3 separate regions of the Anas platyrhynchos genome follow, and regions 2 and 3 are each linked to region 1. A link is a contact called in public Hi-C data. All regions are on one chromosome and are shown on one strand. The core of a region is the stretch at or near the end of the contact, and the rest is flanking DNA. Distances in the headings are between cores, read along the strand shown. Region 1 holds the start of RER1 (retention in endoplasmic reticulum sorting receptor 1). Region 2 holds the start of TMEM52 (transmembrane protein 52). Region 3 holds the start of SKI (SKI proto-oncogene).

What was found. A called contact is a pair of places that touch in the nucleus more often than the background predicts.
Region 2: a contact with region 1 is called in a Hi-C map of subcutaneous adipose tissue, with 2.6 times the contacts expected there. The contact joins the promoter of TMEM52 here to the promoter of RER1 in region 1. A contact is called at or near these places in 4 of 8 Hi-C or Micro-C datasets (liver, skeletal muscle and subcutaneous adipose tissue).
Region 3: a contact with region 1 is called in a Hi-C map of subcutaneous adipose tissue, with 4 times the contacts expected there. The contact joins the promoter of SKI here to the promoter of RER1 in region 1. A contact is called at or near these places in 2 of 8 Hi-C or Micro-C datasets (liver and subcutaneous adipose tissue).

What each region holds. Positions count from the first base shown.
Region 1 is chr22:636,515-640,444 of IASCAAS_PekinDuck_T2T, forward strand. RER1 (retention in endoplasmic reticulum sorting receptor 1) reads left to right here and starts at 2,207. Exons shown (of 7, transcript XM_027443160.3): 1 at 2,207-2,356.
Region 2 is chr22:230,192-234,121 of IASCAAS_PekinDuck_T2T, forward strand. It overlaps TMEM52 (transmembrane protein 52), which reads right to left and starts at 1,855. Exons shown (of 4, transcript XM_027443290.3): 1 at 1,700-1,855; 2 at 860-904. The coding sequence starts at 891. All of the region lies in intron 3 of GABRD (gamma-aminobutyric acid type A receptor subunit delta), which reads left to right. All of the region lies in intron 38 of CFAP74 (cilia and flagella associated protein 74), which reads right to left.
Region 3 is chr22:360,627-364,556 of IASCAAS_PekinDuck_T2T, forward strand. It overlaps SKI (SKI proto-oncogene), which reads left to right and starts at 2,040. Exons shown (of 11, transcript XM_021266591.4): 1 at 2,040-2,181; 2 at 2,516-2,669. FAAP20 (FA core complex associated protein 20) reads right to left here and starts at 2,066. Exons shown (of 4, transcript XM_027443291.3): 1 at 1,932-2,066; 2 at 96-249. The coding sequence starts at 2,035.

The sequences.
Region 1 (3,930 bases), core at 957-3,456:
CAAACTTTTATTGTATATTTAACAGAAATTTGGAGGTGAGGTGTGGGGTGTTATGAGGTGTAAGGCAATGTTAAAGGTGTTTTTTCTTTAAAAAAAAGGAAAAGCATTCTCAAGACAAGTACAGATTTGAACACTTAGTTTCTTCAAATTTCAGAGAATTTCTTAGAATAAAACTTGGAATTTATTTTTCTAAACCTTCAGACACTGATTACAATGATAGAATCCTATACTAGACTTGTCGTACAATAATTGATACCTACATGCTACAATCACATTTGGTCCTTAAATCCCAGCCCTCAGATCACCTCACTGAATTAATATAAAGTAGTCTAAACCACATCTTATCCTGTTGTTTGGTTTACACTGATTTTTTTTTTTTTTATACATAAGGTTCATCAGTAAGTGGTATTTTAGGAACACACAAAATAAGGTGACTATGAAATTAAGTATTTAACAGCTTTTTAATGGCTTGTACTCATCCAAACCTTTTGCATTAAAGCCTGAAAAATGAATTGCTTAGCACTAGAATTACTATACTCTGAATTTCCTAATGTATGTGTTATCTTAGAATGACAAATAGCTATTTTTTTTTTCAAGTATTTACCCAATTTATTTATATTATACAACATATTCCATGTGGTCACCCTTTATTTTCTGCGTCGGCCCTACAGATTGTTGACCACAGTGATTAGGCAGTTGGAGAAGTCACTGACTTTTTGTACATGAATAACCAGAAACAGGAAATTTTGGTGCAACTTGAAGGGACAGAGCTTTGAGCTTGCTTCTTTCTGCTCGGGATACCATGAGAGATATGAATTAATTAAAATATTATCTTGGTAAGTCATACAGGAGATGTCCCTCCATAACAGACACTTTATTCAAGTTCTTTAAATCCTTTGATAGCTTTGGCCTGGTGTTGTGGAGCATTTCATATGAGCATGTCTGCATCTGTATGTCTTTGAAGGACTGAGACTTACCAAAAATTAATGATACATGTGACTGGTTTCTACCGTTAATACATTTGATTAACTTTCTGAGGTAAGTGAATTCAGCCTAAGTTGGGAAGCCAGCAAGAAAATCTGAAAAACATGACTTTTTAACAACTGTCATGAAAGACCATCAATGTAGACTAAATCAGCTTGGCAGCTCTGGTTATATATTAAAATTTACGGGGATAAAGACCTATTTATTAAAAAGACACATAACGCTTAACAAGTAAAAAGGCTCACGTGTTAATGTCCTGTGGTGAAATCTGTCCCCTGTAATTTCCACATTGAAAAACTTGCCCTCACAGTCACTTCTGTTCTTGGAGAACAGGTGGTCATGGCCTAGAAAATATCACAATATATTGTACAATTGCAATTTCCAACCCTTCTCCACATACGAATGTCCACCTCTGTTTTTGACAAGTGTTGGGGAACTCTCATATTTTTCTCCTTTATATTATTAAATTTAGACCGTGTTGTTAGCATCTTCACATGCTTTGGACTCACCTACTCATTATCTTAGCATTTAAACGTCAACACCCAAAAGGATTTACAAAGTATACAAAGGCAGAAACCCTCCACTGAACTCTTGAAACTGACGCTTTGACCTGCACAGCAGTCTGCAGGTTCCACAGCTACTTTACTACATTGTTTAAAAAGATATAAGCAGTGGGTGCTACGTTTGCCTTCCTGTTCAGATAGCGTAACAGGTTTAGAGACTATAAAGGACGCTGTATTTTAAAAATGAGGAAAATAAACGTACTGGTGCGAACTGAGCGTACTCTGCCGGGATGCCCTGTGCTGCATAGGGCGGCCGACAGCACTCCAGCTGTACAGAAAGAGCAGATGGAAAACCAAATAACTGCCCTTAGAGAAGTGTTAAGGAGCACAAAGGGCCACAGGAGCAGTGCTTTCCCTCCAGGACGCGTATTTCGGAGTTTGGCTACAACGCGCTCTGCAGGGGCTCGCTGACGGGAGCTCGCTAAGGGCGGGAAGCGCGAGCCCCTCAGCGCCCCCCCCCGAGCGTGGTCACGTGCCGCCGCCCCAGCGCCCTGCAGGCACCGCCTTCCCGCCCCCTGCGTGACCCCGCCCCCGGCCCCACCCGCCCAGCGCTCATTGGCTCGGCAGCGGGAGGGGCGTGGCGTGCCCGCCCTCGGTCGACCCCGCGCCATCTGCGCATGCGCTGCCTCCCCTCGCCGCGTCCTCCCGCCTTCCCCCGGTGGCCGCCAATGGCGGGTTGGCAGCGAGCCTCTCCCCGCCCCTCCCGCCGTGTCCCGGAAGCGGAAGCGGGCCGGCTGCCCTCCTGCCGCCATCTTGCGGCGGCAGAGGCGGGGGGCGGGGGCGGAAGGCAGGGCCCGGCACGGCCGCCGGTGAGTAGCGGGGCCGGGGGCGGGGAGCGGCGACACGGGCAGGGCACGGGCAGGGGACGGCACGGGCAGCCCCGGGGGCAGCCCCAGCGACACCCCCAGGCCCGGTCCTGGGGCCCCCGGGCCCGCTCCGCCCTCCCAGCGGCCGTTGCCGCACCCCGCGCCGGGCCGCTCCCGGGCCGCTCCCGGGCCCGCTCTGCCCCTCCCCGCGCCGCTCGTCTCCTGCGATTTATTTTCTTTGTTCTCCCCTGGGGGTTTTATTCGGTGCCGTTGTTCGGCTGCTTTGGTTACGGCGGTGTCGTGCCGGGGGTGGCTGCCCGGTGCCCGTTCCTCGGCCAGCTCCGTGCCCGTCGCTTCTGGGCAAGGCGGCTTCCCTCACGAGATGAGGGAACTCGGGCCAGCTGCAGAGCGGCTTTTCCCCGGTACCTTCATCCGTACGTTAAGGAAGCCTGTGCTCGCGGTGTGACGTTGCAGCAGCTGAGTTAAATGACTTCTGGCCCCAGGTCATGGCATTTTTGACAACTCCAGGGTGCAATGACATTTGTAATGGTATTGCTATAATAGCTGTGGTTAAAAACACATAGCAGTTGGAGAGCTTGTGTCCACCCTCTTGGAATTTTTCAGCAGAGAGATGCTTTTTGACACAATTTAGTTTGGGTACGATTCTGCTTTCTGCTTGTAGCAAGCTATTCATTTGTTTCTTTTGTTAATTTCTGTGTGTCCTTCTGATCCTTGGCATTACGGGTCTGGCTGGAGGGTTGGCACCACTCCTTATGCTGAACAGTGAAGTTCTGTGTCATGTTCTGAGAGAGGAATTGCTGTTGCTTGGGTTTAATTGTGCCCCCATACCACCGAGATCTGGCTTGGGTCCTTAACTGTAAACCAGCTCCGATGCCAAAGATCGCTTTTCTTGATTCTTGTTTTATTACAGGCCTTCTTTAAGTAAATATTGTAAGGCGGTGAGAAATAGTAAGTGAAATTCTTCAGCTCTGTCATGTGGTGCTTTACTCTGTGCTGCTGAAACTGAGCCAGCGAGGGCTCTTCTGGGACACAGCACTAGCTGCTTGTGCTCCTTGGGCTGCTGGGGAAGAAATGCATGCAGGATACATGGGCACGTGTAATCCAATGTATGACAACTTTTTACACCAAGCAAAGTGTCTACTCCATCGGGAAGCCATGCGTAGACTCATGTACGCGATCTGTCAGTGGGTCTATGTAGGTTAACAGGTTTGCAGGATGGGCATGTCAGGTCTGCTGTTAGCACAGATTTGGGGTGTACATAGCTGTAAAATGACCAGTGGGAATATGAGAGGTTTGGCATCTTTAGAGAATTGTTGTCTGATCAATTGATTGGATGTTTTTTGTTATGCCCTTATATTCCTGGACATTTCAAACCCACCCCAAATCAAGCACAAAGTGCTGCTCAGCTCATAGTGCTGAGTAATTTCTTTCCTCTGCAGTGCAGGGGATGGGGAGCGTAATAATTGCTGCCTTTTTGCCTGTGATGAAAACGTCCATATCTGTTCTGTATGAGTTTCTATTTGATTTTTTTTTTCCTTAGTAATGTTTCACAGATC
Region 2 (3,930 bases), core at 605-3,104, 410 kb before region 1:
CCTCACACCCAGGAGTTGCCCGCTAGTGTGCCATGAAATAAAGGATTGTGAGCCCTCACACGCTGCCTTCTGATGGAGGCAGAAATCACCTAGGGAAAGGTATCGCAGTGCTATCAGTCTCAGCACTGGCTCATTAGCTGTCACGATTTCAATGCTGCCTAATTGCAGAAGCCTTAAAATACATTGTATAATATGTATTTTTAAATGGCTCTATATCAACACATTCTAAGAAAGCAAAGAATGACAATGAAAAGTAACCAACTCACTCTGCATGTCATCAAAATTAATGGTATGTGACAGAATGCAAACTCCAATGTTAGGGTACATACAATGCATGACCTAGGCCAGAGACCAACCCACTTGTGGCGAGCCCTTTGCCTTTTACTCACCATTATTTTTCCCCTTTCAGTCAAGCAGCCAGGGAACAGTTTTGTAAAATCACCCTGAGTTCAGAATGACAAACCCGCGCCACAAGCTAACGGTGCTGTGTCCCATAAAAGGGAGTGAGCTGGGGACTGCACAGGAGGCAGCGCAGTGCCAAGCCCTAACGAGCCCGTTCTGGGCAGCTGCCATTGTGCTCAAAGTTGTTTATTTAGGAAGAACAAGCAAGCGCTATGGCTGAACTTGAGCGTACTCAGAATGGAAAGATGACATATCCCTAGATGAATGCTCCGTCCCGCCTGACACCGTATCTCCTCTGCGATGCGGTCATTCCACTGGTGGCTTTCATAAAACAGGAGAAACCCTTTCCCACATTGTGTCTTGAAAGGAGCATTCCCATTGTTTTACTGCAATTACTGCTTATTATTTACTATATGTCAAATTACTCCGAGGTTAGTAAGATTAACAATCGACTTACCAGACATACCACAGACTTGTCCAGTTAGACATGTTCTGAGGGCATCTGTGAAGGAAGGTGGATAATTCACTGGTTTAAGTATCTGCACTCAAGCAGGAAATACATGTCAGGGAACACATTTTTGAGTTGAAAAAGGAAAAGCAATCATCTGGGATATGGAACAAAAACACCCCTGATTTAGTTTCAGAGGACTGTTCCTCATGGTTGTAACATTACTCCAGCTGCGAGCACACAAATCCCACTGTGTAAGCGGGGTCCTGGGTGAAGAACTGTTTTCAAAGTGGAACTTTGCTGTTGCTTAGGAGAGAGAACTACACGTGCTGGATTCTCAGAACTATGAGGCAGTTATTTCACCTTAACAAGGGTGAAGTGCCACAGCAAACGCTCACAGAGTCTCAGAATATCCTGAGTTGGAAGGGACCCACAAGGATCTTTGAGTCCAGCTCCTTAACCCAGCCTAACTTCCTACTTCTCCCAGATACTTTTAAATTACTTTTTCATAGCTCCAGTGCTATGAAAGCTTCAGTGCTTCACAGCTCTGTGTACTCCGTAGCTCCAGGAATGTTTTATTCAGAGCTACCTACGTACAAAGAAAAGGGGAGAGCTTCTGACACGTTTCAGAGTGCGGCGTCCCAGCAGAGCTGCAGGTGACAGGGGGGGCTGCCTTTGCAGAAGACCCTGGGGAGGCGCAGCAAGGCCAGCCGGGCCACGTCTGCGAGCCGGTGCGGGTCTGGGGGATAAAAAAAAGCAGCACTGGGCGGCCAGGAGCGAGTACCCCTCTGCTCCGCTAAGGTCACTGGAGCGGGGTGGGCGCAGATTCGCCCGGCGTTGGGTACTCACCGGTCGGAGCGCCTCCAGCCGCGGGCAGGGGCGCGGAGCGATGTCACCGAAAGGAGGAGAGGAGCGGGGCCGTGGACCGCCTCAAGGGCGAGCGGGGCCCGGAGGCGGCAGCGCCGGGGGAGGAGCCGCCGAGGCGGGGCCGGGACCGGGCTGCTGCGGGAGCGGCTCCGGGGGCGCCGGCCCCGAGGGGTGCGCAACGCTCCCGGCTCCGGCTGGGCGGCCGCGGGGCTGCGGCTCGGCGCTTTTCGCGGGAGGCCGACGGCGGCTTCGTGTGCTGGACACTCTTCTGCCTGTGCAGCGTGCGAGAGATGGTGGAGGAGTCGTGGAAAAGGATCGAAAATATTAAAAATAAATAAATAAAAAAGGTTTGGGAAAGCAGAGTGTTTCCCTTTGTAGAAAGTCTTTTTAAAACGCACAGATGAATGAAAAGGCATCATCTACTCCCCGGAAATGGCCTTGCTCCAAAATAATTTAACCGTGCTCAACATTTCAAATGTATAAATTAAGGACCTTCATGTTGTTATGTCTGCCTTGCAATAGCGTTGATACTATTTGGTAAAAACTTTCCAGAAACTGTTTCATTACTTCAACTATAGCAATTATTACAGCAGCTTTTCCCCTTCTAAACGACAACTTTTCTGCAGTTCCCATCATGGTGAAGCCCTGCACGCAGCCCTTTGCATCAAAACTCTCCCCTGGCTGGTTACAGCAGTCCTGCCCTCATCAGGGAAGAGCAAAACATCCATCAAAGGTCACCCACATCCACTGTGTATGAATGAACACGGCTTATTTCTGCTTCAGAGTAGGTGATTTAAAGGTCAGACACCTTGCCAGCACCGATACAGCAGAGGTCAGTTACATGCCAAAACCCCTCCTGCCAGCCCATGTGAAAGATGATCAGTCACAGTGGCTGTGCTATGTGGCTGGGTAAGCAACAAAAAAAGGCAACTAGAGCTAAAAAGCAGGGAACTAATTAATGGATTATGAAAGGTTTTAGTTGGAGAACAAAGGGGAAGATCAACTAATAAAAGAGCATTTTGCTGGTATTCAGGTGCCTCAGTGGTTTGTATTTGGCTGCTTGTATAAAATCTCCTCCAGTAATTAGTGTGACAAACCACAAGTTATATTTACTTATTTTTCCCTGAGATTTTAATGCAACAGGAGGAAATGTATTTGGACTTGGGTTGACAGAGGTTTCTTCTGCAAGAGCCATGGATTGGTGCCAAAACACTGGGAACAACGCCAGACCCAGTAGCTTGGAAGTTACTGGGTTCAGTGGTTCCTTCTCCAGCTGATAGGGCTGAAGCCCAGTCCTCTAAGGATCAGTAATGTCACGTGTTGGTGACTGGACTACTTTCCTACAGGACCACCCAGGGTCATGGGATCATTGGTCACTTGGGAAAAGCTCCGTTTATAAGTGTGAAACAACCTCTGAAGTCACTGGGTAATCCCAACATGTATTGATGAGGTGTATGACTCTAGGACTTGCTCTGTCACTTCCTTTCTGGTTTAGAAATGAGCTAGGTGCAGCTTCTAAGGATTATAAAAATCATACATGGCTGTGAAATGCTTTCTTATTAAAATAGAGCTGGATGAGAACCACGAGGTATTTAGATACACACTTCTCTGAAAGTAGAGGAGTTTGCATCTGGCCATCCAAGAGCAATTACAGATGCAAAACTCAAGTCTGAAAGCGTAGTGTTCAGAAGTACAGTTACAGGAACAGAAAACTTACCCTTCTGGAAAACTTTGATGCATTTCTGCGGATAGATTTTCAATATTATCCTCACATTAAGGGCTCCATCCTTCCTGGAGTCTTACAACATGGAAACAGGAACATCAGATCACATTGAGTTTCTCCTGGCACTTTTGATACCAACTGCACTATGACTGTTGCTGGCCAGCACTGAACAGGATTTTTTGTTTCTTCAAGAGAAAACTTGCATGAAGGCTTAAGCTGCTGTGTTGAGCTTCTGGTAGTTGTGAGGTTGGCATGAAGCCATGCAAATGTAACGCAATAGGGCTCTCAGCTGTCTTCACCTGATGTCCTCAAGGAATTACCCACAAACCCGCTATTTTTAGTTCAGCTTGATGTGTCTAAATTGGCAGCAGAATTGGTTCCTATAGTCACTCGTGTCAGTCAATTTTCCGTTTCCTGTATTTTCATATCCATTATATAAAACAATTGTTTAGGTAGGAGCAGCCACATATAATTCCTAACTTTTCAGTAG
Region 3 (3,930 bases), core at 790-3,289, 280 kb before region 1:
GCAATTTCAGGTTGTTGTTTCCCTCTTAACAGCATTCACTGTCCAGCATTTTAAGCACTACACAAAGTGAGGACAAGAAGGATACAGCACACTACCTCTGCCTTTCCAAAGAACTCTGGAAAACTGGACACTGCTTGCCAACTTGTGCACTGTAAATCTTGACTTATGTTCTTCAGAAGCAAAATCCATGTTTTTTCACACTCATTTAAATCATCTTTTTCAAACCAGGAACTTTTGTCAGCCAATGCCCTGTGAAGAGTGAGAATCCAATAGTTTGGGGGTGAGAAAGAGAGAAGGAAATACTTCTCATTGCTATTAGTTTGCCTTTTAATTATTTTGACTTACCCCTCAAGTAACTCTGAGGTTTCTTAAGATATAGCTATTCCTAAATATTGCTTTATCAAGGCAGAAGTTTTAAAATTACATTTTCAATAGCTGATGGTGTACTAACCAGTTCCAGCCCAACTCAATGGCTTAGTGTGGTGATCCCTTTTGTTAATGGCTTAGCACAATGTTAGGGTTTTTATGACCGCAAATTGGTGTCACTCATCCCTTTGCACAACACATTTCCATTCTTACCTATTTTCTCTTGATCAAGTAGCACTATATGTGCTAAAATAAGTATTATATTTGACAACTTTAACATGTCAAACCACCAAGAGGTGCATAAAAAGTATTTGTCAGTAAGTGCACAAACACGGACTTTTCAATCAAAAAGAGAGCCAAGGCTCCCTGTAGAGGAAAAAAAAATAGCTGTTTATTACACCATTTGTTTACCAAGGGAACCTCTGTCTAGCCTACAGCAAGATTTTTCTAGAACACAAATTATTTAGCCCATCAACTCATTTTATAGTCTAGCATGACTTACATAAGCATTACAGCTTTCAGAATCACTGTTTTTAAAAAGAACATCTTGCTTTCTACTTATAACAAAGGAGATACAGGCATTTATTAGTCTTTACTTCCAAGTGAAATAGTTAAGCATAGGCACGGTGTTTTCTTCTCAGAGACTGAGCTTGACACCTGCTGAGCACAGAAATCATAGAGTGTTCGCAGTAAGGAAGGAAACTGCACTGGTTCCTGTGCGTGCTTGGTCATTCCCATGTGGCACTCTGAAATTACTGATTAGCTTTCTAAACAACTTGATCTAATCCTTCCTAGGAAGGCATTAGAAAGGATTAACTATAAAGCAAGCATAAAAGGGTTTTTATGTTAGTAATGCTGTATAAAAGCCAATCTGAAAAGAGAGATGGGTTGTCAATGTGGGAATTCTAGTTCCAGTGTTCTCACTTCAACCGCTGCGTTTTTGTGGGTCACAGTCCAGGAATGATGCTGCACAATGAAGAAACCACAGACAATTATTACAAGCCATCAAAGAGAGCAGAGAGCAGCCTTTTGAAGCCTGTTTTTGGAAGGGGCGAAGCTGACTGAACACTTGCTCATCCTAACAGGCTGGAACAAGACCTGAACCCTATCTCTTCACTCCTTTTCTCAACCCTCCGCTACTAGAGGGCTGGAAAATAAATAAATAAAATAATTTATTTCTGGTCCCTGTGAGTCTTATTCTGAAGAAAAAAATACATAAATTGTTTTTTATAAGCGAGCATTCCTCACAGGCTCCATACTTGGGGGTGCTGCTTGGTGCCAAGGAACGTGCAGAAGGCGCAGGGCCCCAGCGCACTTTAACGAAGTGCAATCGACTTAAATTTCTTCAGGACGCTTCGGACGGCGTTTTACGAAGTAACTTTTCACGCTCCCAGCAACGTGCTGGCGGCACGACCACGGCGTGCTCTGAGGGTGCGGCCGTGCTCAACCCTCGGCCGGGGACGGGAGGCTGAGGCGGCCCCGCTGCTCCGCGCCCCCCGCCCGCCCCGCCGCCGCGCCCCCCCCCCGCTTCTGAGGAGCCCTTTCCCCGTCCCGCCCGGACTCACTGGCGCCGCCGGGGGGGCTCCAAGCCAGGGCCGGGCTCCCGGCTGCAGGCTGCCGGTGCCTTCCTGGGCTTGAGGCGCAGTTTGGCTGCTCCTTCCTCAGCCATGGCCGCGGCCCGGCCTCCGCGCTCCGTCAGGGGGCGGTGCTGGGCGGGAAGGCGCCGCCTCAGCGCTCGCCTCGCAGCGCTCTCGCTCCGCCATGGGGCCCGCCCTGAGGGGACAAGCGGGCGGCTCGGCTGCTAGTAGCTGCTAGGTGCTTCTCTGACTCCTTAGTGTTGGGTTTAGTCCTTGAGTTTTATACGGGAGTAGCGTTTTGGAGATGGGGGGCGCTGGACGAGGCCAGTCCGCGAAGGCAGCGTGCTCAGGCCTGGCGGGGATGAGGGAAATGGGGTTTGGGACGAGCCCCACAAAATGGCTGTGGGCTCAGCGGTGCTCCTCACCAGCAAATAATTGTTGTGCCGACACCAAAGAGCTGTTGGTACGTGGCTGAAGCCAAAATATGCTAATTCAAAAAGTAAAGTAGATTGGGAATGCGTCTCTGGTCTAGTTCCCTCAGGAGAAGTGACGCTGCTTATCTTTTCTGGCAGGAATGTCGCTGGATGACTTGAAATAAAACACGTGTAAGAACTGAGCCATAACTGGTAGTTTTTGAAGCTGATAGACGTGCTAAGCAGGCTGGAGCCTTTCGGAATGCAGCCGGCAGGGAGTAGTCTGTCAGCGCCTTCCTCCATTCCCCAACAGGTAAAAGGGTCAGAAAGTAACCGCTGATAAAATTCTTCATAATCGTTATGAGAATAATTGTTTGAGGAAATAAACATCCCAGTTTCTCTGATAATAGGCCCTTGTAGGGGGGAGCAGGTACACAGCACTTTTTTTTTGGTAAAACTTCTGAAGCCCGGATAAGGCCATGTTCCTTTTCCATACCAGAGGGAGAGTTCAGCTCTGATTTCACCACAGCAGATGCTAATTGAAGAAGACAAAACAAGAAGTGTTTTGTTTTGTTTTGCTTTTACTTGCTGGCCTTAGTGGCTGTGCTGTAATTTATGTCACACCACTGATAATCGCCACTTGGCGGCAGCAAATAATATGGAAACCTTGCTTCAAATTTTTTTTATTTTTTTTTTACTGAGCTAGTTTGTGCAGGCATTTGTACATATTTCTAGGTGTATGTATCTGTGTTAACGATTGCTCAAGCCACAGGGTTTCTTCTTTTGCTCCTGAGCTGTTTGTGTTAGTGTTTTATACATCTTACGACCCCGTGCATGCTAGTTTGATGGCCTCTGCTCCTAACTCATGCGTTGTACTAACAGGTTTGTGCTGTTAGATGTGACTTTTCCAAAAAGAGACATCCAAAGTGTTGTCTGTTTTTCATGCTGAAGGTGTTGCAGTGTGTTACTGTTAGTACTGTGACTCATGCATTATAACATTTGCAAAAGCTCTATTATGGATAAGACTAAAAAAGTCAGTTATTGTACAAAAAGGGCCACAAGTGAAAGAATATAATAAAAAGAACAGTGAAAATTATTATTGTAGCCTATGACTGTAAAAGCAAAAGCAAAAAACCAAAACAAAACAAACCTGCATCCGTAGCAACTGTAGCTTGTAGTTTTTTATTATTTGGTGGATTTAATCAAAACCGTGGTACAGTAAGATTTTTTAATTGTTGTCTGTTTAATACATACCTATTGCAGCCTTTGAAGGCAAGCACATTAGTGAATGTTGTCATTCTTGTTCTGTTTGTTGATGTAACTACTGTAGATTTTAAACTAGCGTTCTAGAAATGTCTACCCATTATCTGTACTAAGTATTTTTACTCTGCATCTTTCCAGAATTAAAAATGTACTTACTGTAGCAGGAAGGTGAAGTGTAGAATAGGACCTGTTCTTGGTTCTGCCATGTTGGACAAGAGCATTTCTATAGTTTCCTCTGCTGACATGGAAATCCTATTGCTTCTCACTTGATTTTGGGTCTTGCTAAATTTAATAATGATAATGTTTTGCAA